Linked DNA regions of Zea mays: region 1 is linked to region 2. Evidence: chromatin contacts called from public Hi-C data. All regions are on one chromosome and are shown on one strand. Each heading gives the region's core, a stretch centred on a gene start, on an enhancer-like site or on the middle of the called end of the contact. The rest is flanking DNA. Distances are from core to core; before and after follow the strand shown. Region 1 holds the start of LOC100217290. Region 2 has its middle 81 kb from the start of LOC100281666.

Region 1 (5,629 bases), core at 2,668-5,167, 270 kb after region 2:
CGATCCTGTGTTACAGCAAATCCTATGGTTATGTGGAACTCTGGTGCTGTAATTCTCTTGTATGCTACCCAGTATGCCGCAGGAAATCATAATTCGGTGTTCCATTGCAGCAGGACCATCGTGTCACTTGTAGGCTACCCATATTGACTTTGTGGCTCAGCCAGCTGCCCACTTCCAACACAGTTGAGCGAGAACATCTAGATGACATAATCATTTAATTGGTGCCAATATGTATTTAGAGACCAAATTTAGCAGGGAGACTGCTGACTATTAGCAAGTAACATGCATTAACTGATTCCAACCTCCCAGTGACATGTTCACCAAATAGCCCAATAACAATTAGCTATTAGTATCACTAGTGAATCCTGGAGCAACCACGGAGGGGGTATATATTATACATAATTTCTGAACAAAATCACAGAATACGAGCACTTGTCACTTAGCTAGCTACCATTAGCATTATGATTCAAACAGGCCAACACCCACGAATATTTATGAATAAAGATCACAGAATAATTCACCACAATAGCACTGGTCACTGGAGTATTTAGAACTACAGTTCCCATGATAAAATTGGACCATTACACTACAGGTGAAGTTATTGGATCCAACTATTCGGCTACACCTGTTCAATCACCAACATAGCATCGCGTCTGCGATTGTATACAGTGTCACCGGGAACTTGGTGACCATCAGTCCTACACATCTGACGTTAAGTAAAACTGTTAATGCTTCAGACAGCTTTCCCAAACGATACTGACAGACGATGAACGAGCAGAATTTTTCAGATTCATTTGTGAAGAACACTTCTTTTCTGCAGTTTGATTTTCTTCTGTGGTTGGGTCTGCAGAAAATTAGCAAAATGCACATGAGCAAGCTGAGCACTCATATGTATAAAAGGAACGCATGAATGCATGATATGACCATAAGAACTAACCTTTCCCTTCTCCAAAGCTTCTAAGTCTATCCTGTTCTTCCATGTGCTCTTCCGTAATTTGATTGGCCGATTTCCTACATATTTACCTGCATGATTCGTAGTTCTGTAAGTTGCAGTACCACTGGTAGCCAAAGGATGCATCAAAGGGGCGAGTATTCATTCATACCATTCATATCTTTCAAGGCAGAAGTAAGATCAGACGCATCAGCAAAACTAACAAAACCATATCCTTTAGTTTTACCAGTCCACTTGTCCCGTATAACCTAGTACAGAAGACATCAACATTGGCTTAATGAAAAAAGAAGAAGATTACAACTGTTAGGAAGAGTAGAAAATAAGAACAATGTAGCCATGGGTGGAGCCAAGGCTTGGGTTTGGTCTCCACTAAAAGTCAATTACCCTTGGCATTTTGAAAATGTCAAACTCACCCTGGCCATATTGAAGGATGGATATTTTGAGAATGCCTTTGCAAGAACATCATCATTCACTTCATTTCCAAGATCACCGCAGAACAAACGGAAATCATCTGTAGGCGAGAGATCAAGCAATTGTGAATGAGGGTACTTGAAGTATCCTTAAAGAAACTAACTGAATTGTCATCAGGAAGACTACAAGGTAGAATCACATTATCAATGCACAAATGAATTAGTAGTGCAACTCAAAACTTGAAGTTGTGGCCACCGAGCAGGTAAGTGCTAGCAAAACAATTATAGAATAACTATTAAATACTTAAAGAAATTCATTGACCAAAACGGTGCAAAATTAACAATAGTGATTTTTTATGAAAAAGACATATATGGCACATCTTAGAAATTGTGGACATTACATAAATATTGGTAGGTGGATGGACATCATTCAAACTTAAATCAACCATTGAAGAGGGGAGGAGCAATGAAGAAAGCAGCCAAGACAACGTTCCTACAGCCAACAAACCAACAATTGACAGAACAAGTATGCCGCCATTCTTATGGCGAACTAAGTAATGGAGGGAACATAGCAGTTGGGGTGTGTGCCTGTAATGCACAAAGAAATTCAAACCCTACACATACGTTTGCATCAAACATCACAAGAAGAATATAGCATTTCATACAACAGCATAAGCATGCCCAAGATTAATAAAGGTACATGAAACAATATTCAACTACATGTGACAAATCAGGTAAACAGGAATTAGGTACTTTGAAAACGTTCAGTAATCATCTGCAAGCCCACCTAAATCACGTGTGGCAATCTGTTGGGCTCATCACATCCTTGAGCACCTTTAGAGAAAGGGAAAAAAGAGCAATTTGTTTCAGATCAAAGCATAATAGATAGAGCATTAGACCTTGCCTGTAAGACTGACATTTTCTCATGGTTGTTGTCTGCAAGGCAACGAGCAATAAGAGCTAAAATACCACAACGTTGCCATGTTAAGGACTCCATACCCACAGAATTGGAGCATTTGCAAAACATTGTGAAAAAAGATAATAGAGAATTAGATATCTTACTTTCAGGCCAATCAGCCAAGGTAGGGTCCTCCCAACTTTGCCCAGCTGCCTTTCGAGGCACTGCCTTTTTTGTTGCATCAACCTTCTTGTCTTTCTCACTATTTGCAATAGCAGCCTTAACAGTAGCTAGAGCTTCAGGAGTAATTATCTTCGAGTCCTTTTGGAACAACTGTTGGGCCTGGAAGACGAAACAATAGAAGATAAAGTCACTAAATATTTTCAGCATAAACCATATTTCAAATATACTTGCAGCATAAACATAAACAAAGGAATAAAAAAATGATACTTAGAACATGTAAGATCTTATGAAGCAATGGTATAATTCACTTATATTGAATCAAAACTTGCACTTTTAACTTGTCAAGTGTCAGCAGGGAAAATATATCACATGACAATAGCTATTTCTCTTGGAGTGGAGACAGTATGTAAAACCAATACTGCAGCCCTCATTTCATTCAGATGTGATGTGAATGGTTCTTGAAAAGAATTAGCACTAACCCCACAGGTTGCTTGTTGCATACCTAAGTTATCTTGCAGAAATAGTTTTGTAAAGGCATCATGGATCTGAATTAGGATCAGTTGTTCAGTTTCCACCGAACATTTTGCATCTAGATGAGATGTCTGAATTGGGATGGATCTTTGTCAGAATCAATCGCTATCAAAAGTAGGATAATAATATAACTAAAGTGTCAATATATTTAGTGGCATGACCATCACTAATCACACGATTTTATCATGTACTTATTATGTACTAGGTGTCTAACCAAGAGGAAAAGATAGAAGATAGGAGTATTACAATTGTGGTTTGTTAGGTTTTTTATAAAGCTATACCAGGCGGTGGTGGAAGGGTATAAGTGCTACATACCGTTGGATCTAGATCTAACGGATCAAAATGTCTGATTGTGTGCTTGCACCTGGTACGGTATATTAGTCGTGCCCTCACTTAGAATGGCCACATCAAAAGGACACAAAACTGCAGAGGGTGCTGTCCTCTCCCCAACCCGTGGAGACATCCCCATAGCTAGGCCATCGTTTAATCCACGATCACGGATCACCCTTACTTCGTTCGCCACTCAAATGAATTACCAAAAACATAGCTCTCGAAACTCTAATCGTAAGGTGCAGCTCGCGCATACCTGCTGGACTTGGGGCATGGGATAGATGGCGTTGTACACAGGCACCGCCGGCGCGGCTGCGGTCCATGCGGTGTATTGCGCGTTCTGGAGGTGGAAGGGCACGGGGAAGTAAGACGGGGCCGCTGCCGCCGGGTAGGTGAACTGCGCGGACGCAGAGGCCGGCGAAATGGACTGCGTCGACATGTGGCGGCGTCGGGGTGGTGGACCGAGAGGGGCGGAGACGCGTCTGGAATGACAGGATCGCCGGAGAACGGGGCTGGAGGACGGTGGCGTGAGCCGTGAGGTTTGAGGTGTTCACGGGTTCTGCTTCGACCGTGTGAGGCTGAGGCTGAGGCTGCGGTTGGGAGTTGGAACTCGGAAGAGGTGTTCCGCCGGGTGAGGCTTGTGCTGTGTGATCGTGCCTCGTGGTCGTGAGCGAATGGTGTGGAAAGCTCTGGAAGCGTCTGGCGCGTCGTGCGTGGGAAAGAAGAAGGCCGAGATTCGCGGGATGCGGGGACCGGGCATCTGGGCTGGCCCATTCGTCGTGTCCGTGGGCCGAAGCAGAAGTGAGTTGCGCACCCGTTGGGCCTGTGAGAAACCGCGCAGTGTCGCAGGCCGTTTCTGGACGCAAGATCCGTGCAAATCCAGGCGAAAGGTTTTTTTTCCTAGACAAAGGATCTTATTATGTGCACTGTGCATTCATTCGCAACTCGTCAACCATGGCGCGCACGCAGTCGTTGCAAGCTGTAAGGCTAACAGATCGTGTAAATGTCGAGATGACCGCATGCAGCACGGTAAATGTCGTTACAGCTGCAATTGCGATGTCTGATCACCGATCCAAATCTTATGTGTATATGCATTAGCTAGCTCATTCGCAATGGACCCCCTCCCCCACCAAAAAAAACATATATAGAGGAAGTAGTTGTACGATGTCACAAGAAAACTGCTCGATCATAGGTTCATAGCTTAGTTGACCACTTGCAGGTAGCATATGCTATGTATCTGGACGAACAAAAGATTACATTATTGCTTCGCTATAGGACCAAGTTGCGGGAAGACAGCAATAATTCCCAGACGCCGGCCGTCCACAGTGGCGCTGGCGGGGGCACCGCAGAAGATCCTTCGTCCCGTGAATACAATCCCCCACAGTGATGGTCCATGTATATATATGTGCACATATGATTGGCACTACATATTTCTCAAGTTGTCTGTTGTCATATATAACGTGTGTATTGATCCAGCAACTTGGTCACAGTGAAGTATACTTGCCTGTCTAAAAACCAATGCATGCAGCTTTTGTTTCCAAGATACATGCACTTGCTGGGATGGACAAAAATAAATAAGTATAACGTCCACTTCGTTCAATTCGGAAATATATATATAACTATATAATGGAGACAAACATTTAATCCAGACATTATTAATTGGCAGGCACTTGAGTATACACCAACGTTGTTTCCTCCTGCGCGCGGGGGGATCGATATCAATATATAATTAATAAAACACCCCTACGTACATAGATTTGGTTTACAAATTGAAGAGCGCTGATCGATGCATGCATGGGTCGATGGATCCACCTGGATATGATCCTGTCTATTGGCACGTAGCTAGACGCAAAATTAGCTAGCTAGCTAGCGCGAATCCGTGTTGCCCTAGCCGCAAAGACGACGACGGCCTACTGTTTTAATTTGTCGCCCATAAAGCCGGCTCGGATTCTAGTAGCTCGCAAAATATTTTAGTTCCCGCGCGCTGCTGCTAGCTTCTCGTCCTCGTGCATCGTCTCTACTTGCATTTGCATCCGAACAAGTGATGTGACCTCGGCATAGTAACAGCTCTGTCCTAATGGATTGCGACACAAAGAATACGTGTGCTGTGCTGCCACCACCTTCATCGCTAGCTAGCTCCTCGCGCGCGCCGCCGCCGTCGTCTCCTCGATCGGCTGCCACGAACAGCAATCGTACACGCATGTCGTTGCTTCATGGCCCTGGCTGATGGCATATCGGCATCGGTGACACGCACACACCTATAGCTAGTAGCTCGACGTCGACCGGGCCCCGCCGGCTGGGTCACGCGCGCGCATCTATCCGGCT
Region 2 (5,562 bases), core at 159-2,658:
TGTGCATCTTTACCCACAAGTCATGTTACCCATCTTCCAAGGGGTCATGAATCTCATACACCTCTACCAAGGAGGTGAGGCAGGGTAACACTACGAGGCCTTTACAAAGTTCCACTAGCTTCAGAAAACCCACTACATTTTCTAGGAAGCTCTGATGCAGGGATCCCTCGCCTGACAACCATCGCAGCAAAATCAACCCAAGGACCTCCCTACACTGACCACTCCCCTACGGCCTTGTCCCTTTCGGGTAAGGTAGTCATCCACTAGCTTTGCTAATTAGTCAGCCAAGGGCGTCCCATACCACCCTTGTGGTAGCATTGTTTTCCCGAGTGGTTCTCCATGTTCCAATTAACAATATGATCTTATCGTGAACAATAATTAAACAACAACATAATTGGAACATGGTCATAATGAAACATTAGTCCCAAAACCAGGTAGAGCAATAGCAAATCTACCCAATAATTCATCTGTTTGCAAGGTGGGGAATAAACAATGCTAGGGAAACCTATTAGGTCCCATCAAATTAACCTGAGCATGTCACAACGATTAATAGCGAACATTATTAGGTAATAAGGAGTGATCAAGGGGACAACTTGCCTGAGACTCAAGATTCCCAGGTACCAGGATGATCTTTATATTCTCAGGACCTCACTACTAATCGTAGCAATACAAACAAACATGGTATAGGTAAAATTAACATCATACCAAACATAAGAACAAACTGCATAATAATAATCTACACGTTGTAACGAGATCGTGGGTTCGAGAAGCACTAAAATCGGGGTTATGGTTATAAGGATATGGTTTATGTGATTAAGTATTTATCCAATATCATAAATTTTTTATTATACAACATATGAGCAAATATGCTATAAATAACTAACTCAACTTTAATCTAAATTATAACTTGATTAGGGATTTCCTTTTAATCAGATCATAATTATAGAGAGATTAACCTAGATTATTAGAGTTAATCTACTGAGTATAGATTGAACATTTATCTAATTATAAATATATAGAGTATGGTACATATGATGTTGCTACGGCGTAGAAAATATTTTTATGAAGCTAACGCAACTGGAATGGATCAAATCGGAGTTAAAACAAAGGAGATACAAATTTCCCAAGTTTTTAAGGAATTATTTATATGTTAAAAGTATTTTCTATACCCTTTTTAGAAATTTCTGAGATTTATGGACTGCGGGTACTAATCTCTAAAAGCTCGGGATGCGCTCTGTAAATTCCAGGACTGATCTATTAAGGTCTTTGAACTTGCATGGACCGCAGGTTTATTACCTACAATGACAGGGGCCCTTTAGCAAAAGACAACGACCGAAGGGGTATGGGTGGATCTGCACCGTTGGATGCAATATCGATGGCGCATATTAGATTCATCCACGCGCGAACCAGTACGCAAACGTGGGCCACAGGATTACGGGTCGACGGTCACGAACCCATCTATGTTCCACACCGTCCGATAGTCGATTCACGTCGCAAATTTAATACCCCAAACGGGTACCCACTTGTCAAATCACAGTCGTTCCTAGCCCAATCAACGGCTATGGTGAGCTCTCCTCAACATCCCACCACAGTCGTCCGTTTCCAGATCGACGCTCCAACCCTTTCTTCATCCTCCCGAGCATAGGCCGACCGGCGCAGGCACAGCCACCGCGGTGGCGCCATTACTAGCGCATAAGGTCCATGTGATCCCGCCCCCAGTCCCCATTTCTACCGTCTCTACACGACGCAGAGGTAAAATCAAAAGGCTAAAAGGGTTTCTCACCAGCGGGGGAGACCTCGGGGAGGCTGGCCACGACGCCTGGTGGGTCGGCGTTGTCTGCCAACACCGGCGAGAAATCTCGACGATTCCAGTCGATTTTAGACCACAACGGCACCACGCACGCAATCTATATGTCCCGACGAAGCCCCCGACCACAATTGAAGTTCTGGCACTAGCGTAAACGGGAAAACAACTCACAGCGGATTCTGTACAAGCTCCAATCCCCCAGGCAATGGCGTTCTGATAGCTGGCGAGGTTGCAGATTTGGAGGAATAGGGGCGATGGCCTCAGTATTTATCCTCCGGCCAAGAACTCGCCGAGGTGGGGGTGGAGGTCTTCGGCGGTCCATTACAACGGCCTGCCGAACCACGCGGAGAAGGTAGTCCTGTGCAACCGGGCCCACCCACCAGGGAGCACGGGGGAGGCTCAGTTAAATACACCAGGACGGAGCCCAGCACAGGGGGTGGCCGGCGCGCGTTGTCGCAACAACCCGAGACATCCGTGAGTCCGTTGAGGAGAGGTAGGTGATGCTCCTGCGCAGTTGGCCCCAGCAGGCAGCGTTTAGTGAAGCAAAGCTGGCGCGCGACGGGGAAGGACGTGGCTGACGGTGCGGGCCCAACATGTCAGTGAGCGGGAGCGAGTGAGTAGTTGGCCTATGCGACGTGGATGAAGTGGGCCGGTAGGAGATTGGCCCAGAGCGGTTATGGGTTTTATCTTTTTCTTTTCTTCCTTTTTATTCTCTTTTCAAATTCCAAACTCGTGTATTCAAACTTAAATTTTAAGCTCCTGTTTAAATTTTTAGGTTTCCAAATGTTCTAATGGAAATATAAATTCTACTGTTTACAAATTTTATTCTTCTTCCCTTGTTATTTATTTATGGGAGGGATGAACGGTTTCGTAAACATTTCCTTTCTCATTTTCTATTTCATGTTTTTTATTTAACATTGGAGGTCAAGTTTATGTTTTCCATAAAATGCCTCACCACAAAATCAACAAGATATCAATCTTGCTTTATCTATTTATTGGTCACTTAACTAATTTAGTACTCTTAATTGATTATGAAGAGTGAAGGTCCTAATAATTTCCCAAAAAAAACTTCTAGAAACACTATCATAAATATTATTATTTATTCATTTTATTATTTTTTCTACCAAATTTTAGGTCTTACACAGACGATGATCTTCGGAGTGCAGAGGCCTTCTCAGAGCACTATTCTATCACTAAGAGGGATATTGCCGAGGCAGCCATGCAAAATGCTACACGGCGTGCGCTTTCGCAGTACTGCTTGTTGTTCAGCAGGGTAGCTGACAGCCTCGACCTGATGTACTACCCTCGCCGTTCAACCGACAGTGCTCGAGGTGTGATGTCTCGCCCGTTGGTGAGGGCAATCCTAGGCTGAACAACATGGTCAACCTAGTCGTTGTGCTCAACACTGAGCTGGACCACACCCTTGACGAGTTGGGCAAGGTTCGAGCGGAGGTCGCGGAATTGCATGCTGAGCGCGCAGCGCGCCACTATCAGGATGGTGGTTCTCCCGCTCGTGTCGGGATTCAACACCCTTACCGCTCGTCGCCCCGTGGTCGCTTTGAGTATGGCACCCCTGATTGCAGGACCCAAATAGATTTGGAGCCATAGATCGACATAGTCAGAGTTTGTAATAATGCTTAATTCAGTGCCTTAGTCTTATTCAGTCTTAGTTAGGGTTAGTTTGCTGGTCATATGTTTTGATGCTTGTCGTGATGAACTTGTAATGAAGCTGGATCTTTGTAATGATTGTCACTAAGGTGTGGGCATCCCCTGCAACTTGGTGTAGTTATTAATAAAGTCAGTTATTTAGTTGAGCAACCAATTTATTTCCACTTTCTCTTTATCTGAGAAGTTGTGTTGGCTGTGTTGAGAGTCAGTGAAAATGATCAATTGTTCAGTATTATGAAGATTTCCGTATATATTTTCTTGTGCTAAAAGACTGCAGGAGCAGCAGGCACCCCAGGAGGAGGCAGCTCAGCAGCAGTTGCCACCGCTACCCCCGATGACCATTGAGCAGATGTTCCTGATGCAAACTCAAGCAGTCCAAGCGATTGGCCAAACTTTAGCAGCAATGCAGCAGGTGCAGCAGTAGCAACCCCCACCTCAACCCCAGAAGCAAGTTCAGATGCCACCAATGCCTAGAGACAAGAGAGCGGAATTCATGAGGAGCCATCCCCCTGTCTGTGCCCATTCTGCTGTCCGCATGGACGCCAAAGATTTGCTGCGTACCGTGGAGCGTGAGTTGCACACTGCTCAGTGCAACGATCATGAGAAGGTTCTATATGGACCCCGCCTGCTAAGGGGAGCAGCACAGTCCTAGTGGGATTCTTACCTCGCCACCCATGCTGACCCTAAAGCCATCACCTGTGAGGAGTTCAGGGACAACTTCTATCGTTACCATGTGCCTGAAGGACTGATGATAGTAAGGAAGGAGGAATTTCTAGCATTGAAGCAAGGCCCCCTGTCTATCAGCGAGTACATGGACAAGTTCCTGCAGCTGTCACGCTATGCACCCGAAGATGTTAACACAGATGCTAAGAGGCAGTACCGTTTCTGAGAGGTTTGGTTGACCCCCTTCACTACCAGCTGACGAACCACACTTTCCAAACCTTCCAGCATTTGATCGACAGAGCAATAATGACTGAAAGGAAGCGTCGGGAGATGAAGGACCGAAAACGCAAGATTGGTGGATCTCAGACTAGGAGTAGCAGTCGTCCCCGCTACGCAGGCAACCCACCTCAACAGTTCAAGCAAAGTCACCAGCATCAACATCAGTGTTAGCACCAGCAGCAATATCAGAGGCAGTTCCCTCAACAGCAGTACCAGCAGTACCGTAAGAGCAACCAGCAAGGAGGAAATCGGTACCAGCGTCAGAACAACCAGGCATCTCGCCATCCTGCCCCAGCAACCAACCATAACAACCAAACAGCTCCAGCGCAAGGAGGAGGTTGTGCATGTTTCCATTATGGGGAAAAAGGCTATTGGGTGAATCATTGCCCAAAGAAGACAACTCAACAGTCGCCAGCTTTCAACACTTCAGCAAGACAAGGAGCACCGCAGCAAGCACCAGGAGGCTGTGGCCAGGCCTACAACCGTGGAAAGGTGAACCACGTGGAGGCCGAAGCAATCTAGGATGCACATGACATGGCAGTAGGTATGTTTCCAGTTGAATCCTATCGAGCAAAAGTATTATTTGATACTGGTGCCACGCATTTTTTTGTTTCTACATCATGGGTAGAAGCACATAACATCCCCGTAGAACCAATGACTCCACCTTTAAGAGTTAATTCAGTTGGGGAAAGGTTCGGTCTGATAAGATGTGTCTGAATCTAAGGATTGAAATAAGGGGATAGACTTCCCCGCTAACCTAGTACTAATGGGTACTCAAGGGTTAGATGTCATCCTAGGCATGAATTGGCTGCATAGAAACCAGCCACTGTCAGTTGTGACAAGTGGCTAGTAAAGTTAGTGTCCCCATCCGGAAAGGAAGTAGTAACTGAACTATTCATGCCTGAATTCAAAGGAGCCTGTCACCATTTGTCTGTAGACGGCAAAGAGGCCAACCTGATTGAGGAGATTAGAATTGGGTTGGAGTTCCCCGACGTGTTGCCTAAGGAGTTACCAGCATTACCACTCGAGCATAAAGTTGAATTTGCCATAGAGCTTATCCCAGGCACTGTGACACCCCAGGTGTCTAATTCATGTTATGTCGAAAGATTTGTCCCTAACTCGAATCGTCAGTGGAAATTTCTATT

What was found. A called contact is a pair of places that touch in the nucleus more often than the background predicts.
Region 1: a Hi-C map of ear shows a contact between it and region 2, with 2.1 times the contacts expected there. The contact joins the promoter of LOC100217290 here to the enhancer-like site in region 2. A contact is called at or near these places in 2 of 25 Hi-C or Micro-C datasets (ear and endosperm).

Annotation. Positions count from the first base shown.
Region 1 is chr4:147,390,820-147,396,448 of Zm-B73-REFERENCE-NAM-5.0, forward strand. It overlaps LOC100217290, which reads right to left and starts at 3,918. Exons shown (of 7, transcript NM_001143640.1): 1 at 3,561-3,918; 2 at 2,425-2,602; 3 at 2,267-2,322; 4 at 1,366-1,463; 5 at 1,104-1,200; 6 at 938-1,023; 7 at 464-844. The coding sequence starts at 3,743. The coding sequence ends at 1,422. It overlaps LOC100283524 (pleckstrin homology domain containing, family A), which reads left to right. Exons shown (of 8, transcript NM_001365195.1): 8 at 1-206.
Region 2 is chr4:147,124,128-147,129,689 of Zm-B73-REFERENCE-NAM-5.0, forward strand. No RefSeq gene overlaps it. Among protein-coding and RNA genes, the nearest start is that of LOC100281666, 81 kb to the left of the region's middle. Within about 2 kb of position 1,409, at least 17 of the 20 cell types and tissues checked have an H3K27ac peak or open chromatin away from gene starts, as enhancers often do. A contact at or near this core is called in ear and endosperm, where this site is marked.